5 separate regions of the Sus scrofa genome follow, and regions 2, 3, 4 and 5 are each linked to region 1. Evidence: chromatin contacts called from public Hi-C and HiChIP or PLAC-seq data. All regions are on one chromosome and are shown on one strand. Each heading gives the region's core, a stretch centred on a gene start, on an enhancer-like site or on the middle of the called end of the contact. The rest is flanking DNA. Distances are from core to core; before and after follow the strand shown. Region 1 has its middle 140 kb from the start of RBMS1. Region 2 has its middle 240 kb from the start of TANK. Region 3 holds the start of RBMS1 (RNA-binding motif, single-stranded-interacting protein 1). Region 4 overlaps RBMS1 (RNA-binding motif, single-stranded-interacting protein 1). Region 5 has its middle 180 kb from the start of TANK.

Region 1 (5,079 bases), core at 739-3,238:
ATATCTTGCTGGCAGTGAACAGCGTGGATTGCAGCACTGAGAGACTGCAGGCAGAGACCAATTAGGAATCAACTGTAGTAAATTAGACATGAAGTGATAGCTAAGATCCTAGACAGGGTGTGGTTGTGGGGTAGAAAAGGCAGGCATGGATACAAAATAGATTACTCTACAAAGAATCAACACACTGGGTGACTGATCAGATCTGTAGGAGAAAGGGAAGAATCCAAGACATCTCCTGGGTATGAAAGAGAGGATGATGGTGCCATTGACAGAAATAAGGAAGTCAGGAAGAGATGCTGGTGTTGAGGAGGAAGAGGGGGAATTTGATTTTTAAAACATTGTGTTGGTATGGTACACTGTGTACCCAGTGAAAGTGTCCAGAGGTAATTAGGAAGAGAGATTAGACTTGGGTAGTTTAGGTTTGGAAGTCATCAAAGGACAGAAGGATAAAGAAGGAAAATAACAGTTTGGTTGAGGGAGAAGCTGATGAATTTGAGCAAGACTAACAAGCAGTGGCTCTGATGATGACTCACATGGCAGGGAGGCCAAGGAGAATAAGGACTGAAAAAAGTCCATTAGACATGGTGCCTAGCGGGTCAACAGTTCCAGTAAAGTGGGCATTTGTGGATGGGATTCTAGGGTTGAGAGGGAAGAGGCTCCAATGCGTCAGAGATGAGGTACTGGCTCCTTGCTTTAAAAGGTGCAGGGAGAGGGGAGTTCCTGTTGTGGTGCAATGGAGACGAATCTGACTAGTATCCACGAGGATGCGGGTTCGATCCCTGGTCTTGAATCAAACCGAATCTTCGTGGATACTAGTCGGATCCCTGGACTCACTCAGTGGGTAGGCGATCCGGCGTTGCCCTGAGCTGTGGTGTAGGTTGCAGACATGGCTCCAATCCAGCATTGCTGTGACTGTGGTGTAGGCTGGTGGCTACAGTTTGACCCCTAACCTGGGAAATTTCATATGGTGGGTGCGGCCCTAAAAAGACAAAAAAAGAAAAAAGCCAGAATACTACCAAACGGCCATACATTTTGGGAACCCGAAGAGGCACTGCACGAGTCCTAAAAGCGAGTAGTAGATGTTTAATATATGCAGTTGTGGTAATAGAAAGTTTGAATGGACATTGACATTTTTATCAGCACATACATTTAAAAAGAAAGCCAGTCTTCCAATACAAGGAAAGAGTAATGTGTTCCTTGGCACTCTAGAATGGAGGGCCCAATCTAGAGCCCCACAGGTCAAATCTGGCTCTCACATATTGTGTTTGCTGACATTTGTTTGCTAGATTATTACGTTCCTCTGCCTCCTTGTTACCCAGAGCCACCCTGAGCCATGCAGATATTTGCATCTGTAACTCCTGCTCTAATACTTTCTAACGCTAAACCATCCCAAAGAAAGAAAAACATTAAAATAAATACTTAAATAATTCAAAACGAACACATCCTGACTTTGAATATTCTCTCTCTCTCTCTCTCTCTCTGTGTGTGTGTGTGTGTATATATATATATAAGCAAATTGGATTCAGTTATGTTTTCTTTCTAGCTGTTGTATTCTTTTGAACTATCTCAATGCGCTGAGCCGGCCCTGGCCCCACCCTCAGGTCTCCCTCCCTCTCTCTCTTGCTCAGAACCTTTAAGGCTTGAGTGTTCTCACCCTTGCCTTTGCTAGGAGCTCCTGGTTGCTTGAGTGTTCCTTTTATCCCGTTCCGTTTAATTACCATGCAAACCCTCTGTTGAGCTTTTAATTAACAAGTTATCTTCATCTGAAGACTGGAAACCCTGGGCTCTTTCAGCATACATTAGACAGCTAAAATATGAAATTAAAGAAAACAGAGTTTTAGCCAACAGAAACAAGTGACTCATTTCCTTGTGAAAACACACCAGGTTTATGTTACTCTGGCAACGATATTCCAGAACAGCGTCCCTCCCCTCCCCTCTTAGAGCTTGTATGTGTTCCTGTTACAGTCTGTGTTCTGTGGTGACCTAATAGGGAACCAAGTCACTCATTGATTCATGAGAAAAGAACACTGCGCTTTCATGCCTATGGCTCAACCTACGTCCTTTTGACCGAAGGAAGGAAGAAGAGTTTACTTTGTACAAAAGCGAGGAGCTGTGAGAAGAGACAAAAAACTCTGGACCGAGTGCTGTTCTAGGGTCGAAGTGTAGTCCTGCTGTGACTTTCAAAACACCATGACTGGTTCCAGTATGTTAGAATTCTAAGTGCCTGTTTTTCTAACGGCATCTGATTAAATCATAGTGGGCAGCAGCCTGTGTGTGTGCGCCGCACGGGGAAATGAAGATTTAGAGGCTCTTGCGCAAAGACCCCAGATGTTTCTTGGGACGCGCATCATGGGCGGGAATTTCATGGTGCTTAGGGCCAAAATTTCAATCCAGATCAGGGAGGCCTGCCAAGGCAGAAATGCGTAAAACAAAACCAGTTGCACTGATCGTCTTTTCTTCTAGGTTTTAAGCTCCAGGAGGTACTCAGAAAGTAGTGGAGAGGATCTTCAGTATATTAGGTTTTACTCCAGATGTTATTTAAAAATTGGAGTCTGGATGAAGGGAGGGCTGCAGGGATTTTAAGTTTAGAGACATCTTGAGCAGCTTTATATTTTTATTAAAAGTGCAGTGAATTGTGTAGCTATTAGAATGTAACAGACTAAAAATTACTGGTGTTTGAAGATTTTTAGTTTCTCTCTTGTACTAACAACCTGTCTGCAAAAGAGTTTTTTCAGCTTTGCTCAGTCATTTTTTTCCCCCTCAAAAGTGTCTTACCAGTTCTCTTGGCTTTGGAGAGAGACTAGGAGAACAAGCAGAGAGAGAGAGAGAGGTGGGAACAGTGGGAAGATGTGGGACAATTTAGTGTCAGTTTTATGCATAATGTCAATTTATATAATGAAGGACTAGCAGAGGGAAGATAAATCAAAAATAGCTTTTAAACAAGTCATATAGGCTGGAGGTAGAGAAGGAATTATTTTTTTCAGAGGATTTGAGGGGAAGGATCTAGGGATAATAGGTCATCTATGTGATGGTAACAGATAGGAAGGGAGAAAAAAAAGAAAGTTTTAAGAATTGCTGGGACTGTAGTATCCTCATCAAAGTTCAGGATATATAAGAAAAGAACTTGATTTATTTTAAAATTGAAACTAAATTGAATTGCAAGGATTGTGTATTTTTAGCCACAACACTGCTCTGGGACGTGAACCATGTGGGTCATGGTATTATAAATAATAAAAAGTATTATAATTTAAAACATTGCTTGACAAAATTTGAAATAATTCCCACTGGAAAGATAGCCTTGACTTGGGAGAATGTTGAGTAGAAATTCTTTTGTATTTTTTTTCTGTGTGTGGTACCCAAATATTAAGGCAGAAGGCAAAAGTCAACGACAACTTAGTAGTTCAAAACATTCTCATTCTGAGTTGTCATCAGGAAGATGGCTTTGATGGGAGTGACCTTCCCGTCCATTGTAACAAATGAAAGGCACTGGGAACAATTTTAAGTTCTAACCAGTTCATTGTCATTTTTTTTAGATGAGTATTTTCTAGTGAAACAATTTACCAATTTTTTCCTTTACTGTGACTTTTCTCTTTTTCCCCCAACATCATTCTCTGCTTCTACATATTAAAAAAAAAAAAAAGTAGTCCATCTGTTGGGTGTGTAGCTTGTAAAATTACAGTTATAAATTCCCTGTAGAAATACTAATAAAATATTTTCTATTTTGAAATTAATAATCCAAGTAGTTGCAAGATATTTTCAATTTGTTCAGCAATGTAAAATGAGAAAGATAGTTTGCTGTACACGATGAAGAAAGCATGTTTTACATTTTTGAAAAGTTTGATTGCTATAAAAATTAATCAATAGCATCTAGGAGCAAAGCTGTATGAGTCAAAAAAAAAGGTGTATGAGTCAAAAAATGTATGTATTTCAAACTTGAAATACACAATATGAATGAAATATAATTAACAAGAATTGAACTTTGATAGAAATAATCACTGACTAGAGCCTTGACCATCAGTCTTGAAAAACATGTTACATGCCACAATATTTTGGGTATGAAATATATTATTATTGCTAATGAACCAGTGAAATAATTGTTAGATTCCTTGTTTGGCCAACCATTTTTTGGCCTAAATATTATTAAAGTTCATGACAGTCCTGCCAAATTTGATGGCCAATTTTGATTTTCAAATTTAGAAGAAAATTATGGTGATTGTATTATAATAAATATTGACTGTCTATATGATATGAGAATAGATAAAACTGGGGGAAACGAAAATCGTGGAGCTAAAAAAGGGCTGTTCCCCATTCCTCCTTCCCCCTAGCCCCTGGCAAACACCATTCTACTTTCTGTCTCTAATCAATTTGATTACTTCAGATAACTTATATAGGTGAAATCATACAATATATGTCTTTTCGTGACTAGCTTATTTCATTTAGTATAATGTCCCCAGGGTTCTTCCATGTTGTACCATGTGTCAAAATTTCCTTCCTTTGTAAGGCTGAGTGATATTCCACCACATAGCTATATATACATATGTATGTATATATGTATATATACATATATATGTGTGTATGGGTAGATAGATAGCCAGGCAGACAGACAGATAAATAGGTAGAAGTTAGTTTATCCATTCATCCATCAGTGGACACTTCAGTTCCTTCCATTTTTTGGATATTGTAAATAATGCCTCTATCAACATGGATGTGCAAATATTTCTTCAGGACTGTGCTTAAAATTATTTTGGATATATACCCAGAATTAGAATGCTGAATCATATGGTAGTTCTATTTTTTATTTTTTGAGTAACCACCATACTGTTTTCCATAGTGACTGCACCATTTGACTTCCTTACTGGCAAAGCACAAGAATTCCAATTTCTCTATAGCCACACCAACACGTATTTTCTATTTTTTTTTAATTGTCCTCTGTAAACAGTGTATTTAACTGAATTTAACAAAATTAAAAAATTATTAGAGTTAGGCCTGTTGTACATGTAGAAAGAGCTATCACTTAATTTTACTAAATTGCTTTTTCTTTTTTAAAAGTTTATCTTTTTAAGTGAAATAGATATGTGC
Region 2 (4,865 bases), core at 1,702-4,201, 180 kb after region 1:
TCTGGGTAACCCAGGACTGCACCAATGTCATGTTCCTGGTTAAGATATGGTACTGCAGTTATCCAAGACATCAACAGTGGGTGTGGCAGTCAAAGGAGTGTGGGCCTTTTCCCGTACTTTTCTTTGCAACATCCTGTGAATCTGTAATAATTTCAAAATTAAAAAAAATAATAAATGGGTTGGGGCCTGCCAAATTGGTTTCAAGGCCACTCGTGCATTGAAAATCAGAGTTTGGAGAACTCCAAGATAATGTGTTTGCTAGGTTGTTTCCCTAGCACAGCTGCTGTGAGTGGATGGGGCTGGCTGAGTCTTGGACTGGGAGGCAAAGGTGGGGGTGGAATGAAAGGAATGTGAGGAGGAAGGAGGGGCTTGTGAAGAGGCTCTCTGAGGGCCTGTGGGCAGGAGGTGACACAGATAATGTATCATGGAGAGTTAGAGGGTAGCCCACAAGGGAGGGGAAATAAGAAACACTCACCAGCATGGCCTGGCTGCCAAAAATGTATCTCCTGATACTTCCAACCTTTGAGAGTAGAGCCCAGCCAGAGTTTTGTTTTTGTTTGCATGTGTTTTTAAAGTCTGTGGTGCAGGTAATGCAGTGTAAACGCAGGGTCCAAGAGGACTTCAAGGAGAAGCCTGAGGAGGAGGGAATCTGGAGCAGCTTTGGCATGGAAAAAGGGGGAAATACTTGGATAAGTGCGAGCCTAGAAAAAGGGTCAGGACTTGAGGAATGGCCCTGATTTCCAGTCCCAAATTCAGACGGAGGAATCCAGGAGGCAATTTTATGTATTTAACTTGTTAGGTATTATAATAGAGCAACAGTACCATACAAACCACAGAATTGTACAGCCTCGTTTTTCTCAGAGTAACACAAATCACAAGAAAAACATAGAGGGAGGAAAAGCACATTCCTTGGCCAGAGGCTCATGAATGTAGAATGGGTGAGGGATGTGTCTTAACCAACCACTACTTTACTCTCACAAAGTGCTGAAAATATGAGTCAAACAATTGCTTCCAATTAATACCTAATTGATTTGTTTCAATGTAAGAACGAACTTAGGTCATTTTCGCCAGGCTTCTTTTCTGTCATTCACGTCACTTTTGCTAAGATGAATATTCCTTTTCTAACTAAATAATTCTGAAGCATTATTTTGCTCTTGTAATTCAATTGCAGGTAAATCAGAGATATCTGCAAAGTCTAATTTAGAAGAGAAGAAGGCTTTTTCTGGCTGGTATAATAATTCATTTCAATTAGCATGATGAAACCAACTGCAGAGCCATTTTTCACTGAAAATGTTGTGGTGGAGTTCAGGGAAATATTAAAGACATTTCTAGAAGCACAAACAAGCTTACACATGCACTTAGTTGCCCTAAGGAAAAAGAGAAGATTGCAAATTATCTCATCGCCCAGATAAGAATTTTCTGTCCTCTTCAACACTTTAGGTGAAATGGGATCCTATGTGCTGATTTATAGTTACTCGTTGTAAAATCCCAGGACATGCCCCATCAAAATTTTCCTTTTATTTGCATCCTTCTTTTTTTTTTTTTTTAATTAAAGTATAGCTGCTTTACAATGTTACATCAATTTCTGCTGTACAGGAAAGTGACTCAGTAATACATACATTCTTTTTCTCATATTATCTTCATATTACTTTCTCATATTATATTGGCATTATTCTTCTTTAATGCACTTATCTAAGGAAAAGATAGAATAGAGTCTATTGTGAGTTTTAATGAAAACATGATAAATAGAAAAATATCTATAAGAACAGATTCTGCTTCTAGGAACTAAATGATATTGAATAAAACTGGTATAAATAAGGGCTGCCAAGATATTTCTGATAAAAGCCTAAAGAGATTTCAAATTTTGTAAATAAGAAATGTAAAAAAAAAAAAACTCTCTAAGATTGAGTTTGTTTTTAATGTGAATCTATGTGTTTGTGGAGATGGAATGAGCAGGGCCAGTTGACTTGTAACAAACTGCAGAATGAAATAGTAGGAAGGTAAGACGAGCTGTAAAACTAATTGGGGTCCAATATGTTTGGGGCTGTGTTTAATTTTCTTGAGGGGAAAAGAGGTCAGGAATGGAATGAAGTCAATGAGAAGTGGAATAAGACTCACCGGAAAAAGTAAAAAGCAAAATGACCAACAATGAAAGGTCAGTGAATATCCTAGAGACAGGAAATGAACTTTAAACAAAATAGAAGGTGATATTTCTATCTGTGTTTGAGAGCTGTTAAAACTGCTATTGAAAAAGGCAACATAAATTGCCAGGTGTTTCTTGCATAGAAGTTTGAGTATGTATTTAACTTGTTAGAAACATCAGGAACATTGGTGTTTTGCAATGGGCAAGAAAATCAATATTTAAACTCACAGCAAAATTGTTGCTGTTTACCCAGACTTACCTCTTGTTTTGCTGTTAATATTTTTTCTTGAAAGGAGAAAAAAACAACTCCTAAATCACCTCTCCTAAGAAGTCTTCATTATGCTAATGACTATTAGTATAAAACTTTACCCCTAAGTGTGAAATCAAATAAGTTAATTTCCTTCTTTTGTTAAAAAGCTGCTGCCAGTCAAAACTGTTTACGGTTGATATCTGACACGCAGCATTTTCTATCAGAAAATGTGATTGAAAATGTGATTGCAAGGTTGGTTAATTGAACTCATAGGCACCAACTGTCCTAAGCAGTGGCCACGACTGCATAACTCAAACGATGAATTAGCCTCCGAAAGCTTTCCGAAGTCAAAATGAGGCAAACGATCGCTACTTTGAATTGCCACATCTAAGGGCATCTTTTGATTCTACAGATACTGGTGTTTAGAAATAAAGATTCATGTGTATTTTGAAGGTTAACCTTCATTAAAATGAACAACCATTGTTATGAGGGCTTCTCTCCTCAAGGAGGCTTTCCTAGTTGTGATGTATTGGCACCCTTGTCTCTTTCCTTCCTGTCTGATGCTGAGAGATTCTGGGAAAGAGCATATGATGTAGCAGGATGATGCTGGGGTAACTGACAGTATAAACAGGCTCATAAGACTCAAACAGGTCGCCAACAAACCGGTTGTTGTGCCTAGAGCTTCCAGTAATGCTCGCCTTCTCTCCCCCACCACCCCCCAAGCATTCTGTTAAGCTTTTTCTCATACATCACTATTGCATGTAAATATTTGGACGGGCCCTTTCTGGCACCACACACCTATGTTATGCTTTTAAAAGTGTGACTTGTCCTCTTCCACCCACTTGTGGCAAAAACTGTTTTGCCTGAGTTTTTTCCCCAGTCACACGTATTCTGAATTTTTTTGGCATTGCTGCATGACAGTTCGCTGTAACTTGGCTCTGCAATGTAGTATTCCCAAGAATTTCCTTCCCCCTCTCTTAAAGTGAAGGAACAAGTTGAAATACGTGGCTGTCTTGGCAAGAGAGGAGGAGCATCAGAAAGGAACCAGGAATGTTCTTTGCCCCATGCATGTGGCGCTCCTATAGAAAGTGAGCATTCAATGGAAGAGTGGCCTAGTGGCATTCATTATAAAGACATACACCCACAACTCTTCAAAGTTGCTTAAGGGCAGCACTCCAATTGTTGAGGGGACAAAGGGACTTGCTTTGAAGCTGTATTTGTTCCACAAACGTGCTTTTGTACTTTGATTGTATGTTTATTTGAGGAGAATGATGGTGTTTGTGAATTAGGATTAAAGACCTAGAGATCCCCCTTCCCCACCACTACCCCTGCAAAATAGACTTCTTTCTGCCCCAAATCTGGACATCACAAAAATCTACTGACATGTATTTATACAGTATTTGAACTATGAAAGTAAAATATATGTTTACACATGAGATATATCTATATCTATATAGATATAGACATATATAGATATCCCCCCCCCTTGGTCCTTTGTTAAGTACATGAATGGCAAACAAGAAGTTATCTTAAAATCAGCAGGGTAGCGCTAGCTGGAATGTAATTTTACAAAACCTGGCCATCTTTCAACAAGAGTGGGTGGATTTTTAGCGCTACAAATGTTTGTGTATTATAAAGTATTTGCCATGGTGACAAAGCTGGGAGAAACATCCCATTAGCCACAGACGGGCCACAGATTGTTCTGATTATCCATGTCCAAAACTCAGTCTGGCTACGGCTTTGTGTTATTTTCAGTGTTTGTAAGTGCTTCTTCTTCTTCTCCTTGTTTTTTCCTACATCCTAACCTACAACTTAGCAAATATGGATGTATGCAGGCATGTAATTGAAAGTTATCTTTAAGCATGGTCTTAAGGCTGGTTCATATAACCCAGGTGCAGATTACTTGTGTGTCATCATTACATTTGGAGTGGATATGTTTATAGTGGTAAAAAATAATAAGCTTTGAAAGAATGAGAGACTTGTGAAAAGCATCCTGGAGCACTTTTTAAAAATAAAAAGGGTCATGGTGAGAGCATGTGAACAAGAAGCAATGAAGTGTCTGCCCTAATTTATTTGCAGGGATTTCTGACTATTGATTTCAGTTTGAAAAGTTATAGCCTCTATTTTTAAAAGTGACTTTTATCTCAAGTACATGGGGAGAAATGTGAATTATAAATAGCCAACAGAAAATACGCCCCAGCATGTAAAGAATCCACATTTCTCCTCTTCCAAACATTTCCCTGCTAAGAAAAACATGGGAAAAATTTTAAAGACTCCTTTTGCCCCTATTTTTGGGGAGAATGTTTATAAACAAATGGTGTTTTATGTAGTGGAATGAATTGCCATGCACTAAAACATAGTATCAGACAGAGAATTGCTTTGAAGTTACTCATGGCTGCGCAAGGCAGACAGAATAAGAGGAAAAGGTAGACCTAAAAAAAAAAAAGATTTAAGGTCATATAAAAGTTAAAG
Region 3 (5,118 bases), core at 840-3,339, 140 kb before region 1:
CAATGCATTGATTACACTTAAAATTTCTTTGAACAACTTATATTTACAATGTAGCTCACCAAAATCGGGTACCTCCCTCCCGTCCATGAAAACAAATACCAAAGTGACCACACAGAAATGAATAATGCTCAACCATCTTGCTGCTTTTCCGAAAACCAAAGTAAAATGAAAATAGGAGGAGGGTGAAATAAGGCCCTTGAAGGCTAACAAATGTCTGGTCTCTATGCGGACAAGTGTCCTTTTTACATGGACAGATACAGAACTAGGGTGTAAGTACCTTAACATGGACCACACACACTTTAAGAAAGAAAAGCTTATCAAGGTTCAATCAGAGATTCTTTGTACCAGGCCAGAAATGCCCTGTGTCAGCAAGCAGAGCATGATTATAACCCCTCAAAGAAAGTTCAGATACTGTGCCCATACTTGATTCTTTCGTGATCTACAAGGGCACCAGGAGTCAAGGGAGATGCTAATTGCTGAAGAAGGCTGGTAGCCAACTTATGCCCTCCTAAACCGTGGAAGAAGCTTCCAAAGCAGTGAAACCCTCACTCTTTGTGGACCCATTTTTTTTTTTTCAAATGAATTCAGGAGGAATCAAATTCTTATTGTAAAAATAGCATAGGCCCACTAACAACGTACCCAGGGTCCCTAGAAAGCCAGTCGCAATCTGTATGCAACATGTCATCTGCTGTGTCACCCAAGAGTGTGACAAGGCCACTTTTGAGAAAGCACCACTGGAAATCGATCGGTGGTAAACATATAAGGTAGTATTTTTCTAAACTAAATACGAAGTCACTTCTTTCTCTGCACCGAAATATGCCCATTGTCCGTCCTTTGCAAAAGCTACAGGGAAGATTAAAGGGACATCAATGAACGCTGAGTGAACTTTGGCCACTTTTCTACCCAAAACACCAGCGTAAAAGTAGAAATCAGTAACCAGGTGAAGTGCCACACCGCACAAAGATCAACGCGAGGGGCGGGCGCGCAGGGCCGGAGGCGGGGAGGGAAAAGTCCCGTCCCCCCCACCCCCAACCCCTCCAGCCCCAGTCACCGCGCGCGCGGGAGGCTGAGGGGCGTCCCCGGGGGCGGGAGGCTCCGCGCCACTCGGAGGGAAACCGAGAGTTGCTGCTCGCCACGCGAGGCCCAGGAGAAGGTGGTCGAAGATCCGCGCCGCCGGCGGGGCCGGGCACGGGCCCCAGGCGTCAGCGACCCAGCAGCAGACGCTCGACGAGGGGCGCCGCTCGGCTCGCGACCCTCCCCGCCTCCCAGGCCAGGAAGGGGCCGGCGGCTCTTTCCTGTCTAGTCTCTCCCCCCGCGGCTCTCTGTAACCCGATCCCCGCACTCCGCTCCGCGGGCAGCCGCCGCCCGGCGCGCAGCCTGGCTTCGCCCAGGCCAGCGCTATAGTTAGCAACCTTCCAGCAACTCCGCCGGGGGCGGCGGGGACTAGCCGCGCGCCCCTTCCGGGCCCGAGCAGCGCGCGCCCCCGGCGTCCCCTCCTCCCGGGTCCCCTGTCTCCCGCTCCCCCTTACCTTCGCTTGAAGATACTGGGGGTAATAGTAGGTGGCGTACTGAGGGTACATCTGCTGTTTCCACACTTTGCCCATGAAGCTGGAAGGGAGCCTGCCGTGCAGGGTCGCGGGCACTTTGAGGTTTCCAAGTCTCGATCTCTCCTGCCTCTCCCTTTCCGGCGGCGGCGGCGGCGGCGGCTGCCGCTGCTCCACCTCCCAGCCCGGACCAGACGTCCTCCTCCTCCTCCTTCCTCTCCTCCTCCTCCTTCTTCTCCCAGGCACAGAGAAAGACACTGCAGAGCGCAGAGGGCACCCCGGACAGGGCGCTCCCAAGGAGTTGCCTCCCGGAGCCCAACTGCTCCGGGGCTGCCAAGGACTGGCGCTCTGGCAGCGCTCCGCTCCGGCAAGCAGGCTGAGCGGGGCCAGGAGGTGATCAATACCAGTGGAAAGTGCTGCTGCGGCGGCGGCGGCGGCGGCGGCTGCGCTCGGTGCCAGGCGGCATCTGGGGTGGGTGCGCCCGATTGGGAGAGGGGAGAGGGGCTGGCGGGCCGAGGCCGTGGGGGAAGGGCGGTGGGGGCGTGGCTTGGGCGCCGTGGAGCCGGGACCGGCTGGAGGTGAGGGCTGAGTTTTAACCACTCCTCACCTCCCAGGCTCGGGGTTGGACGGGCGGAAACCTTGGGAGTCCGGATCGCTTTGTGTTGAGGGTAAAGGGTGGGGTTGGATTTGGGGGGGACACAGCTTAAGAACTGCAGAGTGGACACCTCGTTTGCTTTCATGAGTTTTTATCTCGAGAGAGAGGGGAGGTAAGGGGGAACGAGAAGGAAATCTGATTAATCTCTTACTCTCCCCCCCAATGATTTTTTTTTTCCTTTTTTTTTCACAAGGGAAGGAAAATAATTTGGTGTCCAACCACAAAGCTGGAGTCAGAATGCCTGGGTTCTGTCCCTTCCATTCCCACCCCCCCTCAGGCCACAACACTAATTTTCTAGATGACCTTGGGAGGTTTAGTGTCCTTCGGTATGGTTTTCCCAGATGTGAGAGGTGAAATCATGCCCTCTGCACCAGAGGAGGCAAAGCGGTCGGGTGCGCGCGCAAGCGCACCACACACACACACACACACACACACACACACCCACACCACCCTCACAACAAATAGACGGATCCTTCTAAGGGGGAGATGCCGCAGAGAGGCAGAACGTTATTATCAGAGGACACAATATAGACATCAGCTTTTCTCTGCCTCTTTCTAACGCTGCCAGACAGTCTGTCAACTCCCACTCAGGAGCAAGGAAACTCCCTGAGTTTGGAATATTTTAAGGCCATTTTGAAAGTCACGCTGGCATATTGTTGCAGTGTGCTTCTGTGACATATTAAAATCAATCTCTTTCTGCCTCTCTCCATCTCCTAATTGTCACAGCTCCAGACAGCCCCAGACAGCAGTGGTTCAGTTCACTACATAACTGGATATAATTTAATGGAGTTAATTGGTCCCTTAAGCTGCCTGTAGAAGACTTTTATATTCCAGCGCAACAAGAGATAATACTAAAATGTACAAATAGGATAAGTAAGAAAGCACTTTCAAATTGGAGATCTTGCACATCTAATAAAATGTAATGAAAAATTAATTTGTTATTAAATAGACCTTGATCACTTCGTTTTGTCATTTTGATTTTCTGACAGTCTGTGTTCATAGTTGCACAAAGGTAAATCAAACTGAAATGGAATGCATGATTTCGTTAAACAGTGACATTTTTATTTGATTACATTTCAAAAGGCTTAATAAGGTACTTTAAAACAATGCAATAGTGAAATGAAACCTTTATCACCTTTATATGATTTAGACAAATTTCTGGGTTATACATTGTGAAAAAACAAATTTTTGGATATGCCGGGAGGCAAATCATGTTCTCTTAAAAATAATTAAGAGTTAACCTATGTCAAATCCTACAAAGAAACAAGTATTGCTTGAGCTTCTGCTGTGTGGTGGGCCCTGCTGAGGTCAATGTCAATCTGGATGTTGGTTCAGAAGGTTCATTGTCTAGCTAGGGGAGCTAAAAATAGTTCTTTACACTGTTTCTATGTGGGACCCTTTAATGTATTTGATAAGGGAACTGATATGAACTAACCTAAGAACCTAGGAGGTCTAGGAGTGATGGTTTAGAGAAGGGACTGAAGGAGGAGAAATTAGTTAAGAACAATTTCAGGAGTTCTAGGCACGAGTTGATAAAAGAAATTACCAAACTTAGACTGTTCTACTTATTTCTGGATGATGAAAATTCAGCCTGTGTTACAAAGCCCAGAAGCACACCCACAATTATGTAGACACTTGATTTATGACTGTGTTGGTATTGCAGAGCAGTGGAGAAAGAATGAGCTTTTCAATAAATGATTCTGGGTCAATTGGCTATCCGTATGGAAAAAATGAAACTGGACCCCTGTCTCACAAAAGGGGAAGAAAAAACGTCAAGTGAATTAAAGTCCTAGATGTAAAATTAAAAAAAAAAAAAAGATGATAAAGCTGTTAGGAGACAATATAGGAAATATCTTTATAGCCTTGAGGTAAGGACAGATTTCTTTAATAAGGTGACCAAGAGTGCAAGATTGATCAATTTGACTATGTTAAAATTCAGAACACTGATTGATAAAGGAAGTGAAAAAGCAAGCCACAAAATAGTTATTTGTAGTCCATATAAATACAAAAGACTGACATACAGAATATATAAAGAACTCCCTGAAGTCAATTTTTAAAAGAAAAACTTGTTAAAATATGAGTAAAAGAATTACTGTGTATATTTTTTAGAGGAGGAAACATAATTGTCCCAATAACATATGAAGAGATGCTCATATTCAATAGTAATAAAGAATATACAAATTAAAATAATAAGATACCATTTTACATTCTCCAGACTGGCAAAAATTAAGAATTCTGAAAATATTCAGAGTAGGTGAAGATGAAGAAAAGGGAAAAATATCGAAAACACTGTTTACTGGAGGAAATGTAAATTGTACATCCACTACTTTAGAAAACAATTTGGCATTACCCAATTTTATTTGCACATGTATGCAATGACACAGTAATTCGAGTTGTAGGCGTATACCTCAAAGAATTCCTTCTATCTATGCACCAGAGAAATGTACAAGGATGTTCATAATATACTGAAAATAACTCAAATGTCTACTGACTGTAGAATGGATAAAAAGGCTGTGGTATATGCCTACAACGGAATACTTTGCTGCAGTGAAAATGAATAAACTACAGTTAAAAGCATCACCATGGATTATTTTAAAATTGATGTTGCAAAAAGTAAGTCAACATAAAACATGATTCCATTCATATAAGATTGAAAAACAGGAAAAATTACTAAACAGTATGATATTTAAGAACAGGTATCTGAGCAATTTAAAACAAAACTATAAAGAAAAACAAGGCGATTATAACATAAAATTCATAAGAGTGATTTATCTCTGAAAGAGAAGGGTAAGATATTCAGGGAAGGATAGAAGGTATGGTAATGTTGTGGAGTTGGTAATGTTCCATAGTTTGCTCTGGGTTGTGGATACATAAAAATATATTTCAATACTTTTAAGTGGTTCATAGGCTCTTTCGTAG
Region 4 (5,260 bases), core at 1,365-3,864, 210 kb before region 1:
GAGGTATGTCCCATAAATCTCTCTGAGATCAGTCTCCTATAAATATCTGGATATAAGCTATGTCCTACAATCTAAGATGCCACTGATTATAATATGCTTGACAATTACTGAGATGTTAACATTTGAAAAAATGGATAACTGTAATTATAAGACATCACAAATGATAAGATGCATCCTGATTTCAGTGATGCTGAAATGTGAAAAAAATGAGTCAAAATCTGCGCAGTATGGCACACAGGTGCGTGAACACAGTGCATGCAAATGCACACACATGTTCCTTTTATTCATAGCCTAGGCTCCAGAAATATATATATTTTTGAAACACTCATTTTTAACCTTCATAAGAATACAGAGCTACTAAGTGATTACAAGCAAATGACTCACACTCTCCATTTTTCCAAGATCTGATTGTGTCTTCCTAGTGGACACAGTCTCCACGAGTCAGAATGAGAAGCTTTACCCTCATCTCACAAAGGAATAAACTGAGCTATCTGCTTCCCTCCTCAGCCTTCCCCTCCCAATCACGTCATTACACCCCTAGTGTTTGACAGATACAGTGCATGTCTATAGTAAGAAGGGTTAAAGGGAGAGAACCTAAATCTATAGAGATTTATCAGCCTTCTCCACTGAACACTTGTTATTAGAGTTTTAAAGGTGTCAGTTAACAGACTTAACTTGAGAACATTCTCAGACTGCTACTTCTTTATCAAGTGTAAGTCACACAAATGCATGCACATAGACACACACACACACACACACACACACACACACACACACACACACACACAAGACCATCCAGTGCTGTTTTGGCACCTGGCATCAATTCCATACAACACCTTTTTGCAGGGTCTGGAGTGCCTATTCTCAATCTTCCCAAGACTTCAGATTTATGTGAACCAGGTAAGTCAGATAATTCTAAAATGTTTAAAATAGACATTAAATTAGAAAATGAATCAAAAGCAGTAACAGCAGGTGAGATGACCCAGTTACAGAAAAGGATGCAAATGGTTTACATTTAGAGCAATGACTCTTTGTAGTTGTTGGTATCTGATATTTCATATTTGTTTAGGAACTGGCTAGTCTCCTTGTATTTCCTCTTTCTTCCTTATTCAGCTTTTCCTTTAAGTCATTTCATTGCTGATGTGAAGATTAAACAGCTATGAAAAGTGAAATAAGTCATTTTATTAACTGACTCTAAGTTGGTCAAACTGAAGGCTGGAGATTATCCATAAATTTCATGTATCTGTAATGTTTCTCTTGTTATAAGAGAAAATTACAATTGATTTCACACTGAAAATTATCTAATGGAAATTATTAACATGTTAAACCACCAAATATATCTCAAGCCCCTAATTCAGGGCCTGGTGCACACTAGGCATTCAGATAATGGTTTGATGAACAAATAATATCTTCAAAGTTGAAGCAAATCCTATTCAAAAAGATATTATTATATCCTAAAAGTAAAAGAAGCTTATGATTTTGAGATATGCTAATTCAATAGCCAAATTTCTTCAATATTAAAGAGTATTACTCCATCTTCCATAATTCACAACCTCTTGAGTGATATGAAAATATATTCTATTTAGGGGCTCTTTTAAGAAGTTTTACAATTCATTTAGGCTACTTACCACAGACATCATTAAGCATACCAGCCTATAAAACACTGCAAATCATTGTAGGAACTTCTACCCATTTCTATATGTCTGCCCCTTTTACTTAAAAAAAAATCATAATTTAAGTTTTGATAATTACCAAAATATTTAAAAATAGATTATGAACTCCTGTCATTAAAAAGCATGTAGCTTGTTTCATGTTGTCACATAACATTTAAGAAAATTCTATGAGTAAAGAATGGGCAAATTGTTGATAACTGTCAAAGATGTACTTTCTACTTTAGCATATGTTTGGAAATTTCCACAATTAAAATACTTTCAGATGGCACAGTGTACTAAAAACCTTGTGAGGTTGATTTTCAGAGGACACCAGAAACCAAGGCAAATTGGTTTTTTGTGCTCTAGTATCTAGAAAGTTTTCTTCTAAATAACTACTTTATCTGTCCATTTAACCCCTTCCTCCTAAAAAAAGAAAAAAGAAAAACATTTAAAAAGTTGAGATATGAGACTATAGTCTGAATAGTACAAGGGTAACAGCAAATCTGTTTAAAAAATGCTATAAATCCAAGTGATTAAACACAGGATTCAGCCAATTTCTACAGTTGACAGTGAAACTACATGATTTCTGAATTAGCAGCACCTCTCTGTCCCTTACTGATTCTTTTCTTTTATCATGTCTTTTATCCACTAGTTTCCTCAAACTGGGGCTGCTAGAATCTCTTCTCTCTCTCCTTCCAACCAGTCCTTATTTTATTTCAAATTGTTGTTTATATTGCTTCCAAAATAATTTGTTACAACCTCTTTGGCCATATCTCTGTACTTCCTAAAACTCCCACATCAAGTGCGAATTTCTGAACATCGCTTGTAAAGCACACTACTTTCTAACTCCTTTCTCCCTTTTCCTCTCTTCCAGCTACTATTTGCGTTTTGGCTGCCCAGGAATTCACTCTTTTCTGGCTCAGAGTTTTGCCAGGAAACAGCCTCTGTTTTTCCATCAGCCAAACCACATTCATCCCTCCCTCTGTTTACTCAGTTGAAATCACAGCTCATGGTCCACCCTCTCTTTAGTATTTCCTACTCTTGTCTATTTTCCAAAACCTCTTGCTGTCTTTTCTAAGTGTATTCATGCCTAAGTTAGGTCAACCTAGTGTCTTTATGTGTAAACTCCTCTACTGATGAAACCAGGGCCAAGATTTACCATGTGCTCTCCACTATTTACTACACCAAAAGGCATCCTGTGAGAGCTTGGCAAGTACTTATTGACCTTGCTTCACCATAAATCACTTGTTCTCGGCCTCTTTTCCAGTCCAGCCATCTGAGGAATACTATATATTCCCACCAGTCACTGTGGCTTACTTGTCCACGATTCTGGGTCAGAAATGATGAGGACACATGCTCCCATCCTTCTTTGAAGAAGAAGAAGAAGAAAAAAAGCATTAAAAAGAATGAACCAGAGAGCAGCTGCAGGAACCCAGAAAAAATAAGCATTTAACTTCAGCTCTATTTATACAGATATTAAGAGGCATATCTATATCTACAATTCTATACTGTAGAATATAATGCTTTGCAATTTTGAAAAAGGTTTACTATACGGTACATAAAACTTATAACCGCTTGACCTAAGAAGGCTTGGGACTGACTAAATATTTTCTCAGGTAAGGATATATTTTATTAAAAGCCAAGATGGTACCAAAATCTATTTTAGAATGACTAAAGCAGCTGAAAATTACTTTCTCCTCATGACTCAACTTCTCTTGAAACTCCGGTGGTTGATTCTTCTGTCTTCCCCACACCAAGAGACATCTATCTGCCTCTTCCTTGTTCCTCTTTAATGCAAAAGAGTACAGCCCTTGAAATGTACCCTAATTATATCACCAACAGATTGCGACTGCCATTTATAGTATGGAGTGGTGGACAAGGCATGGGCTTTCTGTAAAACTGCCACGTCTGAAAGACAGCTCTACCACTTGATAACTTAGCCATCTTCACCTAAATCTGTTTAACTTTTAAAAGGAAAAAAATAATAATACCTCCCTTCCAGAGATTGGGGAGAAGCACATGTGACAGTTCCGTGATCATTTATTTACCTTCTATATAGAGATAAATTCACACATAGCTGAGAGCTCTTCCTCGGTGACATCCTTTCATTTAAAACCCTGACCTTACTGGCGGGTCTTTGAACTCCACTCCAAGAAAACTTGTGCATTGGCTTTACTTCAAGACACCACTGCAGGGCATCGAGTTCTGAAATGCCCATTCTTCCATTTATTCTGTAGTCTTATTAAGAAAGATAATGATATTAGATACCAATTTTGAGTGCATAATCTATGCCGGACACTGTTGTAAGTACTTCCTAGGCATTGGTGCATGAATTGCCACACCACCATTATTCTTTCCATTCCAGACAGAGAAATGTAAGCTTCCCTTTCATGCTCTTCCACTCCTCTGTTCCATCAGGTAACCACCATCACCTCCACTACCAACAGCATCCCCTCCCCACATTTCACTTACTTTCTAACCAACCTAACCCCCAAAATCAGGCAGCCCAAGTTTGTTCTTTCTAGCATCTAGTATCCAAAACCTTTACCTTGTCTTACAGATGAGCACTTTTGACCATGAGAATTCTCTGTTCCTCCTCCTACATTGTTGATGACTACAGCTTATAACCATGCTTATGAACCTCATGAAAATTTCACTTAAGCTTAGCATTCACTTTATCCATTTCAAGTGGTTCCCTACCTTATTTCCTACAGAATTAATTCCAAACCTTTACTTTTTTCCCCTGCCGAAACTCTATAAATCTCTTTATTGCCAAATGAAGAGCTTATTTGACATTATTTATATGAACTTTCCTCAGTTCTTTTTCAAATATATATACATTTTCTTGGTATTCTTCTCTGCTTAGTAGTAGAGATAGTCTTAGACCTTTTCAAAATATTAGGTTTCCATTTGAATCCTTGATTTTAAATGAATTTCCCTATTACCTCCTCCCCCAGGCCCCACACCTATCTCCCCAACCCAATCTCTATGCTGGCTTGCTCTTCCTTTCTTCTTAGCTACTTGATTTTTTACTATAAAAGAAATACATTAATATACTTTCCTTTAGAAATAAGAGCAGCAGATGCAATGACTTTTTCTTCCTATAAGCCAACTTGCTCGAGTCTTCTCTATCCTTAAAGAAGGGAAGTACTTCTTTGCTTCTAAAGTTATTTTATTCCATCTCTCGTTCATTGTCAAGCTCTTGAAAGCACTCATCAATGGGTGTTTATACACCTTCTCTTTCCATTCTAGTTACAGACCACAGTGATTTGGCTTCTGTCCTTACCACTCACTGGCAGCTGCCTCTTGGCCCCCAGCCAACATGATTTAGTTCTGTAACTCACTTTCAGGGATGTCTACTACTCTTTTGGTTGTTCTCCTTTGCACTCATTTTCCCCTTGCTCTAGTTTCTTTTCTGTATATGAGTTCACCCATGATTAGCACTTAAGTAATCACTCAAGCAAAGGAGTCCACATCTAGAGCCATTCTTGGGATCTAGAACCGTGGTCCAAACTGCCTTGGGCCTCTGTTTCCCTGGTCAGCATTCCCTGTACTCTCTCTCTCTCTGATGTCACCAGTGAAATCTATATGCTCCCTATTATGGCCAC
Region 5 (4,971 bases), core at 1,576-4,075, 240 kb after region 1:
GGCGTATGCTCCCCAGGAAGTATTCTAAGGAATCAATTCCCCAAAAAAGCTAAGTTTTCCTCATAAAAATAAACTTCTAGGAAGAAATTTAAGTTATACATGATCTTTTGATAGAGGAGGCATTGTTCCACTGAGGATGTAGGAGAAATTTCTCAAATAACTTTCAGCAACCCAGAACTATCTCAAATTTCTGTGTGATGAGATCTCGGCTCAAGGTATTTTAGGGAGAAATATGGGTAACCTAGTAGTTTGTTTGAGACATGAACCAGTATATTTCTCTTTCTACTTATACCTTTCTTTGCCTCCCTTCCAGCTGTTCTAAGCTCATTGTCTGAGAAAAAAGAATGTGATGGCAGATAGCTTTTTTCAGGCTTTTGACTTTCAAAAGCCTAGATGAGAGATTTGGAAGAAAAGAGGATGACCCCTAGGAAGTTGTCCTTATCCATACCTCCACCTCACATCTCTCCAAACAATTAAAGCTAGAAAAGATGGCTCAGCAGAAACAAATCCAACTAGTATCCATGAGGATGCAGGCTCCATCCCTGGCCTCACTCAGTGGGTTAAGGATCCGGTGTTGCCATGAGCTGTGGTGTAGGTTTCAGACGTGACTGGGGTCCTACTTTGCTGTGGTTGTGGTGTAGGCTGGTGGTTATAGCTCCGATTGGACCCCTAGCCTGGGAACCTCCATATGCCATAAGTACAGGCCTAAAACGCAAAAAAAAAAAAAAAAAAAAAAGAAAGGAAAGGAAAAGAATTTTCCAGGCTTTGAGAAGAAACGGAATAATAGATTGGGGGGGGGGAGTGATGTGAAAGAAAGGTCCTGGAAGAAAGCATTTGACCCAAAGAGACCTCAAAAACAAGAGTTGACCAAGTTCAAGAGCCTTGTTCAATAGTCCCTTCTAAGGACGGACTATCCTGTCCTTCCCTGGCAACTAGTGAGGGCTTCTCCTCCACAGCATTCAGCACTCTGGCCATTGACTCACTTGAACTCACCTTTCCAAGTTGCATGTAGATGTCTCCATAGCCTGTTGGTTTTTAAACTTCATTGTGTATCAGAATCACATAGAGGGTTTGTTAAAACTCAAATGCTCAGGCTTCACCCTCAGAGTTTCTGATGAAACTGTTTCTGGGATAGGACCTAGAATTTGCCTTTCTGACATGTTCTCAAGGGTTGCTGATGCTGCAGGTCCAAGGCTGACACTTTGAGAATGACTGTCCTAGGCAATGTTGTAAGACCTTCAGAAGCATAGAGAAGGGAAATAGGATGCCATACATCCAGATTTTAATGACAAACATGAAAGAGAAGGTCCTTATATTTGAACTGGGAGGGGGTTAAACAGAACCAGCTTGAGATGTCCTCTGGACATGGGCAATGGTACAAAACACTGAGGAAAAAAAAACGGTTTGAAAATTATGGTGTGTTTTATCCCGGGGTGTCTAAAACTACAGTTCCAACTGGGTATACTTGGTCTCCCTAGTTGTTTTTGTTTTGGCTTGGTTTGATTTTTTTCTTTTTTCAGCAGCACCCATGGCATACAGAAGTTCCCTGACCTATGATGGAATCCAAGTCCTTAACCACTAGGCCACCAGGGAACTCCTCCATAGTTTTATTAGCAAGTCTCTGCCCTAGAAATTTTCTGAATAGATCACACTGGGAAAAGACATCTTGAGTCATTTAGGTGTGCTGTTCCACCTTGGGGAACATGTTGATTCCCCAACCAAATGGCATACATGTTCACTGAAGGTCTGGCTTTTTTACAACTGTGTCACATTTAGCAGAAGGAAAATACTCCTGAGACCTAGTCTCCCCTTCTCTGACATCCTTAAATGGGTATCAAATATGTCTAATTCTAACTTGAGAGTTTGATGTCTATGCTATGTCATCATCTATAAATCAAAATACAAGGCAACAATTGATTGTACAGGTTCTAAGTTTAGGAGGCTTGACTTTGAATCTCAGCAATTTTATTTTCAAGTTGCATGACCTAGCACATTTACTAACCTCCCTGTCTCTCAGCTTCCACATGTTAAAAAAAAAAATTGAGTATAGTGTCTGCCTCACACCATTCTGGTAAAGATTAAATGAAAAGTTGCTAAAGCATTTGGCAAGGGTCTGACTTGTGGCACATAAATATTGCTGGCTCTTCTTTATAACAGCACTTAACATAATGCCTTTCACATAATTACATCTTTAATAAATGTTTTCTGGGGAGTAGAATTGTCACCAAATTTTGAAAGTCTCAAAAAGTAAGTAGGATATATCTACACACTCTCATCCTCTTCTCTTTCTGTGCCCATACCTTAACAATGACAGGAGCCAGAAATTTATACTGCCCGGGGCCTGAGCATGTGTCCCTCTAAACCCCTGTTCCAGATCCTGCTAACGAAATTTAAAGAATGTGACAGCAGGCCTCCGTTGTTGAGAAGAGGAAAACAGCAGTGGCAAGCTCCCAGAGATGTGGTCCCAGTAGGCATTCAAAACCTCTGGTATTCTTAGTTCCCACTTATCTGCTTATCTTGGGTTGAGCCTTTGTTGGGATTTAAAAAAAAAAAAAAAAATTTTTTTTTTAAAGCCAAGCGGCCTTGTGAAAACCAGCTTCTCAGTAAACTGTATAGGCACTTCCTGGTTACCCGTGATATGGGAATAACCTTTAAACTAGTTCCATTTCTGATCCTGGCTGGAAACAGGAAATGCATGGGGTACAGCTTTAAACAAAAACAAAAGGAGCAAAAGATAAACCAAATTATCCCAGGGTTCAGAAGAGGTTTATGCTAAGTGTTAGAAGGTTCAGATTTAGCGAATCCTCCCCCAGTTCGCCCATTCCAGAAATTCCTTTTGAGGGGTGGAGGCGGGGAGTGAAGGGTTGTGCTAAATTGCACAGCACTGCCATCTTCAGGGCCAATGGGGAAAATTTCTCAGGGTCATTCAGATAAATCATCCTCCCAAACGCTTCATTTAAATATAATCAGATGGTTAAAAATTTGACAACAGACAGACTGAAACAGATTTTTCTACTGTTTCCAATGTTTGAAAAGTCAGTAGACACAGTTTTTTGTGGTGTACGCACATTTAAAAAAATATTTGCTGATTGAAAAGCCATTTACAATAAATAGGAAAGTTTAAATAGCTCATACTGCATTGCCAAATGATGGGAGTAACACAGACATAAACATATTGTTCTAGAAAAAAAAATTCCTTAAAAAGAAAAGTATGAATCAAATGATTTCGAAGTGCTGTTGGAACAGATGGTGTGATTAACAACTAGCATGTAAGCCATCTCAGGAGCTTACAGAGAAGTAAACAAATGCAAGGGGAAAAATCATTTTATTCCCCCAAAGAGTGTTTAGTTCATTTCATTAGGAAAATTCAAAAGCCTGCAATTTGAAAGTTGGATAATCCTAAGGGATATTGGAAATAAGAAGTGAAGGGAGTCTTTTGGAACAAGACCACATCAAGACAAATGCTGATGCTCCACGCATGGCCAAGGATGGGGGAGAAGCTTAGGCTGTCGTTGTCATTCAAAATGCTGGAGGCAGGTGGTGCCATGCAGAGCACACTGGCCTTGAATTGAGAGGGCCAGGTTCTCATCCTGGCTTCTAGCACCACCTGCCTCTGACCTTGGGTCCATCCTTGATCTCTTCGGACCTCAGTTTCTTTGTTTGGAAAATAAGAGTGAGAACCAGATGAGCTATACAGCTGTGCTAGAAAACGTTAATGTGCACCTGGGGATCTCATTAAAATGCAGATTTTAACTCTTAGGCTCAGGGTAGGGTCTGAGTCTGAATTCCTTACCGGCTCCCAGGTAATGCTGACACTGCTGATCCACAGACCACATGTTTACTACCAGGGTTCCAAAATCCCTTACAGTGATGGTACTCACATCTTCTGATATACTAGGTTTGACTGAGAGCAAGGTGAAGAAGACCACGTGTCTACCTGCCAGATAGAATGACTCAGAAATGTGTATGGATACAAGAGCATAACGAACTTACCAAATGTTGAATTGATTTTAAAAGCAACTCAAGTATTTCTTTATATTACATAATAAAGAGCTCGAATTAACTCTTTGGGCAAGTGGTATGAGAGAATCTTGGGAATTCAATGCGGAGACCAAACATATGGGGATGAGATGAAGGGAAGCTGGGAGACTGAGAATCAACCAGCATCCACATGGAATATTCAAGACCAATCCTGAGACCTCACGTTTTAAAGCTTCTGCTCTATGAAAGACACTGTTGAGAGAATGAGAAAACGGGAGAAATATTCTCAAATCACATATCTGACAAAGACTTGTATCCAGAATATGTAAAGGATTATCAGAACTCAAAAGTAAGAAAACAACCCAATTTTTTAATGGGCAAAAGACTTGAACAGATATTTAGCCAGAGAGGAAATGTGGATGGCAAGTAAGCAAATGAAAAGTGTTCTACATTATTAGCCACTAGGGAAATTCAAATTAAATACATGATGAGACACCACCATAAACCTATTACAAGGACTAAAATAATATTGACAATACCAAGTGCTGACAAGTGGTATGAGGAAACTAGACCACACATATATTGCTGGTAGAAATATGAAAATAATACAAAAATTGGAAAAGAGTTTTGGCAGTTTCTTATGAAGTTAAACATCAATTTACCGTATGACCCAGCAACCCCATATTTACATATTTACCCTAGAGAAATAAAAATATATTCACACAATAACTGGTACAAACATGTTTATAGCAATTCTACTCATAACTATGAAAACTAAAAAAAACTCAAATGTCTTTCAATAAGTGAATAGATAAATAAACTGTGGTACATAGGAACAAACTATTGATACTCACAACAATTTGGATGAATCTCAAAGGCCTCATTTTCAGCATGAAAGAAGCCAATCTCAAAATTTTCATCCTGTATGATTGCATTTTTATCACACTCTCAAAAAACAAAATTAAAGTGACAGAAAACAGATCAGTGGTA

What was found. A called contact is a pair of places that touch in the nucleus more often than the background predicts. HiChIP or PLAC-seq counts read pairs in DNA pulled down with a chosen protein or histone mark.
Region 2: a contact with region 1 is called in an H3K27ac HiChIP or PLAC-seq map of skeletal muscle, with 7 times the contacts expected there. The contact joins two enhancer-like sites. A contact is called at or near these places in 2 of 47 Hi-C or Micro-C datasets (embryonic fibroblasts and skeletal muscle) and 1 of 2 datasets of contacts at active chromatin or transcription factors (skeletal muscle).
Region 3: a Hi-C map of skeletal muscle shows a contact between it and region 1, with 10 times the contacts expected there. The contact joins the promoter of RBMS1 here to the enhancer-like site in region 1. A contact is called at or near these places in 7 of 47 Hi-C or Micro-C datasets (alveolar macrophages, embryonic fibroblasts, heart right ventricle and 3 more) and 2 of 2 datasets of contacts at active chromatin or transcription factors (alveolar macrophages and skeletal muscle).
Region 4: an H3K27ac HiChIP or PLAC-seq map of skeletal muscle shows a contact between it and region 1, with 5 times the contacts expected there. The contact joins two enhancer-like sites. A contact is called at or near these places in 3 of 47 Hi-C or Micro-C datasets (embryonic fibroblasts and omental adipose tissue) and 2 of 2 datasets of contacts at active chromatin or transcription factors (alveolar macrophages and skeletal muscle).
Region 5: an H3K27ac HiChIP or PLAC-seq map of skeletal muscle shows a contact between it and region 1, with 8 times the contacts expected there. The contact joins two enhancer-like sites. A contact is called at or near these places in 8 of 47 Hi-C or Micro-C datasets (embryonic fibroblasts, heart right ventricle, mesenteric adipose tissue and 4 more) and 1 of 2 datasets of contacts at active chromatin or transcription factors (skeletal muscle).

The regions. Positions count from the first base shown.
Region 1 is chr15:67,542,908-67,547,986 of Sscrofa11.1, forward strand. No RefSeq gene overlaps it. Among named protein-coding and RNA genes, the nearest start is that of RBMS1, 140 kb to the left of the region's middle. Within about 2 kb of position 1,989, at least 43 of the 83 cell types and tissues checked have an H3K27ac peak or open chromatin away from gene starts, as enhancers often do. A contact at or near this core is called in alveolar macrophages, embryonic fibroblasts, mesenteric adipose tissue and 4 more, where this site is marked.
Region 2 is chr15:67,725,335-67,730,199 of Sscrofa11.1, forward strand. No RefSeq gene overlaps it. Among named protein-coding and RNA genes, the nearest start is that of TANK, 240 kb to the right of the region's middle. Within about 2 kb of position 2,952, at least 13 of the 83 cell types and tissues checked have an H3K27ac peak or open chromatin away from gene starts, as enhancers often do. A contact at or near this core is called in skeletal muscle, where this site is marked.
Region 3 is chr15:67,407,338-67,412,455 of Sscrofa11.1, forward strand. RBMS1 (RNA-binding motif, single-stranded-interacting protein 1) reads right to left here and starts at 2,090. Exons shown (of 14, transcript XM_003133427.6): 1 at 1,530-2,090. The coding sequence starts at 1,604. It overlaps LOC106506256 (a long non-coding RNA gene), which reads left to right and starts at 1,903. Exons shown (of 3, transcript XR_001301448.2): 1 at 1,903-2,015.
Region 4 is chr15:67,330,222-67,335,481 of Sscrofa11.1, forward strand. All of the region lies in intron 1 of RBMS1 (RNA-binding motif, single-stranded-interacting protein 1), which reads right to left. Among named protein-coding and RNA genes, the nearest start is that of RBMS1, 77 kb to the right of the region's middle. Within about 2 kb of position 2,615, at least 13 of the 83 cell types and tissues checked have an H3K27ac peak or open chromatin away from gene starts, as enhancers often do. A contact at or near this core is called in alveolar macrophages, embryonic fibroblasts and skeletal muscle, where this site is marked.
Region 5 is chr15:67,786,781-67,791,751 of Sscrofa11.1, forward strand. No RefSeq gene overlaps it. Among named protein-coding and RNA genes, the nearest start is that of TANK, 180 kb to the right of the region's middle. Within about 2 kb of position 2,826, at least 48 of the 83 cell types and tissues checked have an H3K27ac peak or open chromatin away from gene starts, as enhancers often do. A contact at or near this core is called in embryonic fibroblasts, mesenteric adipose tissue, omental adipose tissue and 3 more, where this site is marked.